Regions from separate parts of the Mus musculus genome. Here region 1 is linked to region 2. The links are chromatin contacts, called in public promoter capture Hi-C maps. All regions are on one chromosome and are shown on one strand. The core of a region is the stretch at or near the end of the contact, and the rest is flanking DNA. Distances in the headings are between cores, read along the strand shown.

The links. Promoter capture Hi-C pulls out the DNA fragments that hold promoters and counts their contacts.
Region 1: a promoter capture Hi-C map of the 3T3-L1 cell line shows a contact between it and region 2, with 5 times the contacts expected there. The contact joins the promoter of Gpn1 here to the enhancer-like site in region 2. A contact is called at or near these places in 12 of 39 promoter capture datasets (the 3T3-L1 cell line, the C10 cell line, cranial neural crest and 7 more), 3 of 115 datasets of contacts at active chromatin or transcription factors (embryonic stem cells and thymic regulatory T cells) and 1 of 9 other capture datasets (adipose tissue).

Annotation. Positions count from the first base shown.
Region 1 is chr5:31,492,589-31,496,502 of GRCm38.p6, reverse strand. It overlaps Gpn1 (GPN-loop GTPase 1), which reads right to left and starts at 1,762. Exons shown (of 14, transcript NM_133756.5): 1 at 1,620-1,762; 2 at 892-985. The coding sequence starts at 1,730.
Region 2 is chr5:32,759,108-32,763,133 of GRCm38.p6, reverse strand. The region is part of intron 3 of Pisd (phosphatidylserine decarboxylase); the gene reads left to right. Among named protein-coding and RNA genes, the nearest start is that of Pisd, 25 kb to the left of the region's middle. Within about 2 kb of position 2,138, at least 35 of the 459 cell types and tissues checked have an H3K27ac peak or open chromatin away from gene starts, as enhancers often do. A contact at or near this core is called in adipose tissue and embryonic stem cells, where this site is marked.

The sequences.
Region 1 (3,914 bases), core at 513-3,012, 1.3 Mb after region 2:
AAACAAACCTACCCACCAGTCTGTAAATTAATAATATCACATATTTATCCTCTAGTTTAAATAGAAAATTTGTTGCCCTATAATCCCAAAATGATCAATGATTTTTGTTGTTGTTGTTGTTTGTTCTTGTTTCTCTGTGTAGCCCTGGCAGTCTTAGAACTGATCTGCCTGTGTCTTCCTCCTGAGTGCTAGGATTAAAGGCGTGAGCCATCACCGCCTGACCTAACCTATGATTCTCAAAACAAGATTCCCTACCCAATTTGTGTATTTGGGGTAAGAAAGCTTCATACCCTAGCCCTGACAGTTAAGGCCTAGGAGTCAGGAAGCCTGGACATCCAAGAGCCCTGTTAGTGGATCACAGACACTTTGATAACAAATCTACCCCCACGCCCACCTTTTCTTTTCCAAACGAGGTCTGGCTATGCAAGTCGGACTGACTCTGAACTCTAAATATTCTGCCTCAGGCTCCCTTGGATCACACCAATACTTAAATCTTTTTGATAGTCTCAATCAGAAAGCTCTCCTCAGAACAGTGCATATTCTTACACACACACCCCACACACACAACTTTGGAAATGGAAGGAACCTGCCTATAAAGTGAATTACAGCAAATCTTATAAACTCTGACAAAAGAAACCAAAGGATTCACGTGTCAGGTGACAGCCCGACCTAATGTCATGTCTCATTCTCAAACCAATTCAACGGTTTCACACACCGAGGGCATGAGAGAGAGGTGAGCGGGGATAGTGCATAAGAGGGATAAATCTGCATAAGCAAGAAGCCTGTTCCGGAACTCAGGCAAATCCACAGAAAAGAAAAGTACATAGTTAGCTAGCTTAGAAAGAAAAGACAAGAAAAGGAAATCAAGCAAGCAGGCAGGCAGGCACTCACCAATATTGGCGGGAAAGGGGACTTCATGCACAGCTGGGTCCAGGTTGATTACATACGGTGGACAGCCTTTGTTGTGCAGGTGTCCTGTGAGCCTCTGCAAAAACAAGGAGCCAGGGTTGGAGGGTGATGACCAAAGGATAGGAACGGGCCCCGAGAATTCCCATCCCTTTACTGACCATGCTTATAAAATCTGTAACAATCTCCTTCTTCCCTCAGCGTGTTCAACACTGAAGAGTTTAAAAAGCCATCTAGTTCCAGTACCTGTCTCCCTATTCTCCGTCACGGCTTCGCTAACTCTGCCCCTCCAAGGGTTTTCTTCCTCTGTCTCCTCCACTAAAACACTCACTCCGTGAAAGCAAGAACCCTGTCGATCTCATTGCCGCTGTACTCTCAGAGCTTAGAACGTGGTAGGTCGAACGAAGTGATTCTTTCACAACTCTTCACGCAAACCAGAGTAGTAGACGTTACACTCCCCTACTCTTTAGGCCCGGGCCTTCGGAAAGCTGCCAATTCGCAGCAAGACAAGTTCAGCTGTACCAAGTGTGCATTAAGGTTGCCCAGGAGCCGGCCTCAAGTGACCCAGGCTAGGGTTCGAGGCTTCGGGAAGGAAAGGAGTCAGAGGACAGCTCGAGAAAACCACGCGCCCGGACCCGCAGATTCCCCAGACAACTTCCTCCCTTCTTCCCGGGCCTGAGGCGCCACTACCGCTTCTGCACGGTGCACGTCACCTGTACAAAGGTAGTTTTCCCGGATCCCGCCATTCCCAACACCAACAGACACACGGGGGGCTGAGGAGCCCGGGAAGCCTGGGGTTCGGATGGAGCCACGGGCGCCGCCATCTTTCCTCAGCCACGCCCACCACTCAGGGATCGCCCGGCGGCCTGCGGGCTCTCTGAATTCCGGGCTGCGATTGGTAGGAAAATCCGTCCTCTTGCGTACAGGGCTACGATTGGTCGAACGATCCGGCCTCTCTGAGTTTAGGGTTGCGATTGGCCAGACTATCCAAACCGCTCGAACCTACTGCAGTGGGTGCCTGACCGGCTTTTGGCATCTGACTTGCAGGGGTCACTTTGATGCTATAGTGGCTTTGCACAAGTGAGGGGTAGTGTAGGGAACCAGGAAGGGTTGACAGGAGTGAGATAGGACCCGGAAAGGGTTAAGCTCGTGTCCCCAAGGGAGTAATGAGGTGGGATTCCCAAGCCAGGATCTGTCAGGATCCTATAACAAAGGTGTTGCTCTACCTTTTATTTTATTGTCTAAGAAGAAGAAGAAAAAAATTAAACGTCATTATGTTCTAGAAAATATTAGGTAAAAATTAGCGTAACACTTGAAAGATAGCATGAATACTGTACTTTAACAGAGGAAGATACATTTTCTGGCAATCATTGCCTAATGCAAAGGGGACTAAAGAACCTTACAGCGTTTGTGGCTGAAGTGTGGCTGAATAATTAATACCGGAAGATATGGGTAGAGGAAGGGAGACGAACCTCATGAGGGAAAGCCCTGTATGACAGAGACTGTGACCAATGTCTTATTTGCTCATCTGTATGGCTATTTGTCCAAGGGAAGAAGAAAAGATGGTGAACCAAAGGCTCAAGGGAACCAGAAAACTCCTAAAAAGTCCCCTTTAAGAGTGAGGTAAAGGGCTAGGAGTCAAGGGTGGCCCTGGGTTTTGTTGACATTCTTGGAAAGTGGATAAAACTCTTTTTTTTTTTTTTAAGATTTATTTATTTATTATATGTAAGTACACTGTAGCTGTCTTCCGACACTCCAGAAGAGGGAGTCAGATCTCATTATGGGTGGTTGTGAGCCACCATGTGGTTGCTGGGATTTGAACTCCGGACTTTCGGAAGAGTAGTCGGGTGCTTTTACCCGCTGAGCCATCTCACCAGCCCCCGTGGATAAAACTCTTAAAGAACAAAAAGTTTGTATATATCTATACATAGATATCTCATTTTATTATGACATGTGCAGGCTGTGGAGAGGGCTCAGTTAGTAAGGTGCTTGCTGCACAAACTTAAGGGCCAGAATTCAGACCCCTGCCCTCACATAAAAGCCCAGGCATTGTGGATTGTGCCTATAATCCCAGTGCTAGGGAGCTAGAGATGGGAGAATCCCTGGAGCTCAGTGGCCAGCTAGCTTAGCCAAATTAATGAGCTCCAGGATCAGTGAGCAACGTACCATACCAAATGGATAGTGATTCTCCTTTCCTGACTCAGGCCCTCTCTGGGCACCACTGTCTGGCTTGTGTTACTTTCTGGCAGGGATTCAGGTAACATTATTTTTCTGGCAGTACCCATACAGTTCAGTTAGTTCACTCCCCACCATGTGAGTCTCAGAGATGGAATTCAGGTTGGAAAGATTGGCTGTAAACACCTGTAATTACTGACCCAACTCCTGGCTGTGGCATCAGCAATTTGGCAAGTTGAAGCTTTGTATGGGGAGATTCTCCGATGACCTTGGATCTCCTCCCTACTTTTCTACAAAAGCAGAAGAGGAGGAAGAGGAGGAGGAGGAGAAAAAGAAAAGCAAGCTTTGAAATTGCTACTGTATAAATGACTATCAATCATTTTCCAAGTACAAGAGAAATTCCACCCATTATGTTGGAAATAAAAGCAGGCCCATTGCTGTTTGTTGTTGTTGTTTTTAATGGATTGGAGTAGCAGGAGAAGCTCAAACCTGTGGCTAATTTGTTTTATATAACACCTGTAATCTCAGCACTCAGAAAGCTAAAGCAGTAAGATAGCCAAATCAAGGTCAGTCTGAAAAACAAAAGGTGATGAGAGATTGAACTAAGTCCCAAGGCAGTTCTGTCCACAGCAGATTTGCTCCAGAGACCTGCAGGTCCTGAGTAGTTTGATGTGAGAGAGACGTGCGTTGTACCTGAACCATATTCTGCCTCCTGACTTTTCACAACTCCTTTCTATTTTCCTCCCCAAGAATAGTGATCTAAGGACACAATAGATCTTGACCACACTGTTTAGTCTTCTAAAAATTCAATAGAACACTACAACAAGGATGCC
Region 2 (4,026 bases), core at 889-3,388:
TTACGTGAGTAACATGGCTATGGAACTCCTGGGTTTTCAAGTAAGATGCCAGCATTTCATTTCATAGAAAGTAGTGTGCACTGGGTTGATGCTAGAATATTTTGTGGTGGCAGCAGGGTGAGGAGAGACTTGAATTGGCAGCACCCCTCATCTCCAGTACCTACCTAAACTCATTGCAAATAAAAGAAATTTTCCCAATTGTGACCATTCATTCTGGTGGAACTTTGAAAATGACAAATTTAGGGAGCTGGGGAGGTGTGTAATAGTGTTCACTGCACAAGGATGAAAAGCCATCCATGGCAGCATGTCCCTGTCACCTCAGTGTTTGGTGGCAGACATAGGTTTGTTCCAAGAACTCAAGGGTGATTTGAACTGTGGGTGCCCGGTTCAAGAAGTTTTAGGGAAAAAAACAATTTTAGAATGTTGTCTAAAGATTGTGGTGAAGAATGTGGTTGCTTTTTGCCCTTGTCCAAGGAGTCTGCCTGAGGCTAAGGTGAAGAGATTTAGATTAACTGCATTGACAAATGAGGTCTTAAAACAGCCTAGCATAGATTCTGTCCTGTGGGTTTCACTCTTAGGAATTGCATTTTGTTGTTGTTGTTGTTGTTGTTGTTGACATGGAGCAAGCGTAGAAAGGAAAAATACAGAAGGTATTGTTCAAGTATTAAATTAGGTGAACCAGGAAATGGAATGGAGCTAAATCCTGTGTTCAAGGATATTAAATGGGATTAACAGAGTGATGACCTGGGGTGAGATTCTACCAAGCTAAGCTTCCATCTAGAGAAAAGAAATTAAAGAAAAGTCTAGGAGTGATGGTTCCTGCCTTTCATCCCAGCACTCAGGAGACAGAGGCATGCAGGTCTCTGAGTTCCAGGTGAGCCTACAGAGCAAGTTCTAGAACAGCCAACCTTAGAGTGAATAAATCACCGAAAACAAGCTGGTGAAGATACAGTTGAACATGAGGGACATATTCCAGCCACAGCAAGCAATGGGACTTGGTAACTTTAGCCACGTGGTTCAGGCTTTAGAGTCAAGATAGAAGAAAGGGGTTATGGAATCTCCCGCCCTGACTAAGGAAAGTGGCCAAATGTGGCAAGGGTGTCCCTGCATGGAGGCCCAGAGAGGCCATTGTGTGAAACTGTGAAGGTGAAGCTTGGATTGCCTTGAAAACCCCAAGAGGTTCAAGAGATGCCAGAGCTGTGGGAGATCTGCCAAAGAAAGCTCCAAACAGGAAGTTAATCAGCCCAAGAGGAAGAAGTCTGTTGCAATTAAAGCTGAAAGGAGTGGAGATCTGAAGAGCGCTTTGATATCATACATGGAGATGCAGAGTTTGGAGTTGGCCCAGCTGATTTTCTCTCTTGCTTTGGTCCAGTATTTCCTCACCACGCTCCCTTCCTTATGCACATGATACGTTGGAAGGATAGATCTGCTTTTATTTTATAGGGGGTTACAGTTAAGAGATTACATGAATCTCAGTCAAGACTTTGGACTTTCAAACATTGTTGAGATTGTGGTAAGACTTTGGGGACTTTGGAAGTTGGACTAAATGTATTTTGCCTTATGTTATGGCTGAAAGCCTATGGGGGCCAAGGAATGGAATGTGGTGGTTTGAAAGGCATGGCTCCCATAGACTGGCATTTGAAGATTACAGTGATCTGGACTCTTCTGTTACAGAAGATAAGTCAGGACCAGCTGACCAGAACCACAGAATCTTTTTTTTTTTTTTTGAGACAGGGTTTCTCTGTCTAGCTCTGGCTGTCCTAGAACTCACTCTGTAAACTAGGCTGGCCTCGGACTCAGAAATCCGCCTGCCTCTGCCTCCCAAGTGCTGGGATTAAAGGCGTGCACCACCACTGCCTGGCAGAACCACAGAATCTTAAATCAAAATATTAAATGGTCTTGAGAGAGCCTTTGCTTCATTCTAGTGTTATGGAGTTTGAGGCCACTGGGGAAAGACTACTGACTCAATGTAGATTATAACTAGCCAAATAACTGTTAGCAGGACCGCAGTCTCTAAAGCCAAGTCAGAGATGCTGCACAGAAGCAAGTGGAGGGAAGGCTTTTTAAGGCTAACACCACAATTACTTCACTGCTGCAGAATTTACAGCTCTGTGAGGATCTGCCTCATTCCCCGTGCTCACAGTGATAAGTCAGTCTACAGAAGCCAGAACACGTGATCAATCACTTCACAGTAGCTACACAGTTCTGAGAGGAGGTAAGGGCTTTTCAGGACTTTAGGTCAGAGGCCAAAGGTACTAAAGTAGATAGCAGGTACAAAATGAGTTTCCTTATCCCTCACACTAAAATTTGTGCATAGCTCTCAGCATTCTAATGGTCCAAGTTCTCACAACAGCTTGCTAAGATTTGAACATTCAGTGGCTTTTCTAACCCAGAGTTACGGCTTCCCTCCAACAGTCCTCCCCAAAACACATGGTCAGGATTGCCACATTAGTATCCCAATGTCGCGCCCACCTTCCCTGTGGCAGGGAAGACACAACACGGTCGGATTCTTCTCAACAGCCTTTATTGCAGGAATGCCTCGATGCTGCTACGGGGACCCCGGGCATCCAGGGAGGTCTGCTTATATACACCCCGGCACAGGAGAAGGCTCCGTGGCCCCCTGGGATTGGTCAGTCTGCTGGCACCCGCTCGGGCACACCGGAAACCACTCGGGCTTCTCACTCTTATATACTCTCAGCCCCCATCCACTCACGGCAGGCCACGCCACCTCACCAGGCACGCAGCTTCAGCCAATCAGGGCGGCAGGGGCATGTCTCCACCAAATATGGACTTGTTTACACCGCCAGCATCATGGTGCACCTGTGCAGTTCTCACAATGGTCTTGGCTTATTTTCAGGTGTTTGAGGAAGTCAGGTGCAAGTCATAAGACTTAGCTGCAGTCCCGGGCGCCATCTTGGGACTGCTGCCACACCCGCTCCTCACATCCCACAAACTGTACTCAGTTCTATTTTAGGATTTCTGTTGTTGTGATGAAACAACTTAACCAAAAGCAAATTGAGGAGGAAAAGCTTTATTTTACTTATACTTCCCCATCTCTGTTCAAACAAAAAGCAAGAACTCAAATAGGGTAGGAGCCTGGAGGTAGGAGCCCATGCAGAGGCCAACTATGCCTGGCTCAAACTTTAGTCTTTTTTTTTTTTTTCATCACTAATTTATTTATTCACTCAAACTTTATTTTTGACAAAGAGTAGACACACAGAGACAGGAAGTGCATTGGGTTTTTATCTGACTCAGGTGGTGACTGTCTTTTTCCCCACTGACTGGAGTCCACCCTCACTATCTTATTCAGTTGGCTAGTCTAAAAAGAATTGGCTCAGGAAGTGAAGGAGAAAGGTCCACTGCCCAGGCTATTACGTTGCTAGAATAGAGCAGTGGGCCTTTAAGTAAACAACAATTTACTAGATGGAGGAGGATTTAGACATTTGCATAAAACTCTCCTACAAGTGGGGCGATAAAGTAATTTTAATTCTTTGTCCTAAGCTCAGGTTTTACAGTATTTGATAGAAAAGACTCTTGTTTAACATTCCTTAGGCTATCTAGCCATGAGAAAGGCTTACCATCTGACTTGCTTTGTGCTTTTCTCTTTCCTCTCATTTCCTTGGTACTAATTTTAGTTTTTGTTTGGACGGGAGTGGTGTAAAGCTTATTTCTAGTCAGAAGTATATCTCAGAGATGTGGCAGGCGGAGATGAGCTGTTAGTTTCATGTTGATGTAGAGAGAAAGGTGTATTAAAGATGTCACACCATTTATTCTTGTACATGAAATTTTTGAGAGAAATTATTCTTGTTTAAATAAAGAAGAAAAGAAGGAAGAAGAGGAAGAGGAGGAGGGAGAAGAGGAGGAAGAGGAGGAGGAGGAGGAGGAGGAGGAAGAGGAGGAGATTGTTTCTTGTAACCCAGACTGGTTTTGAACTTGCTGTTTAGCTGAGTCTGGCTTTGAACTCCTGATCCTCCTGACTCTACCCTCCAAGTGCTGGGATTACAGGAGTGCAGCACCATGCTTGGT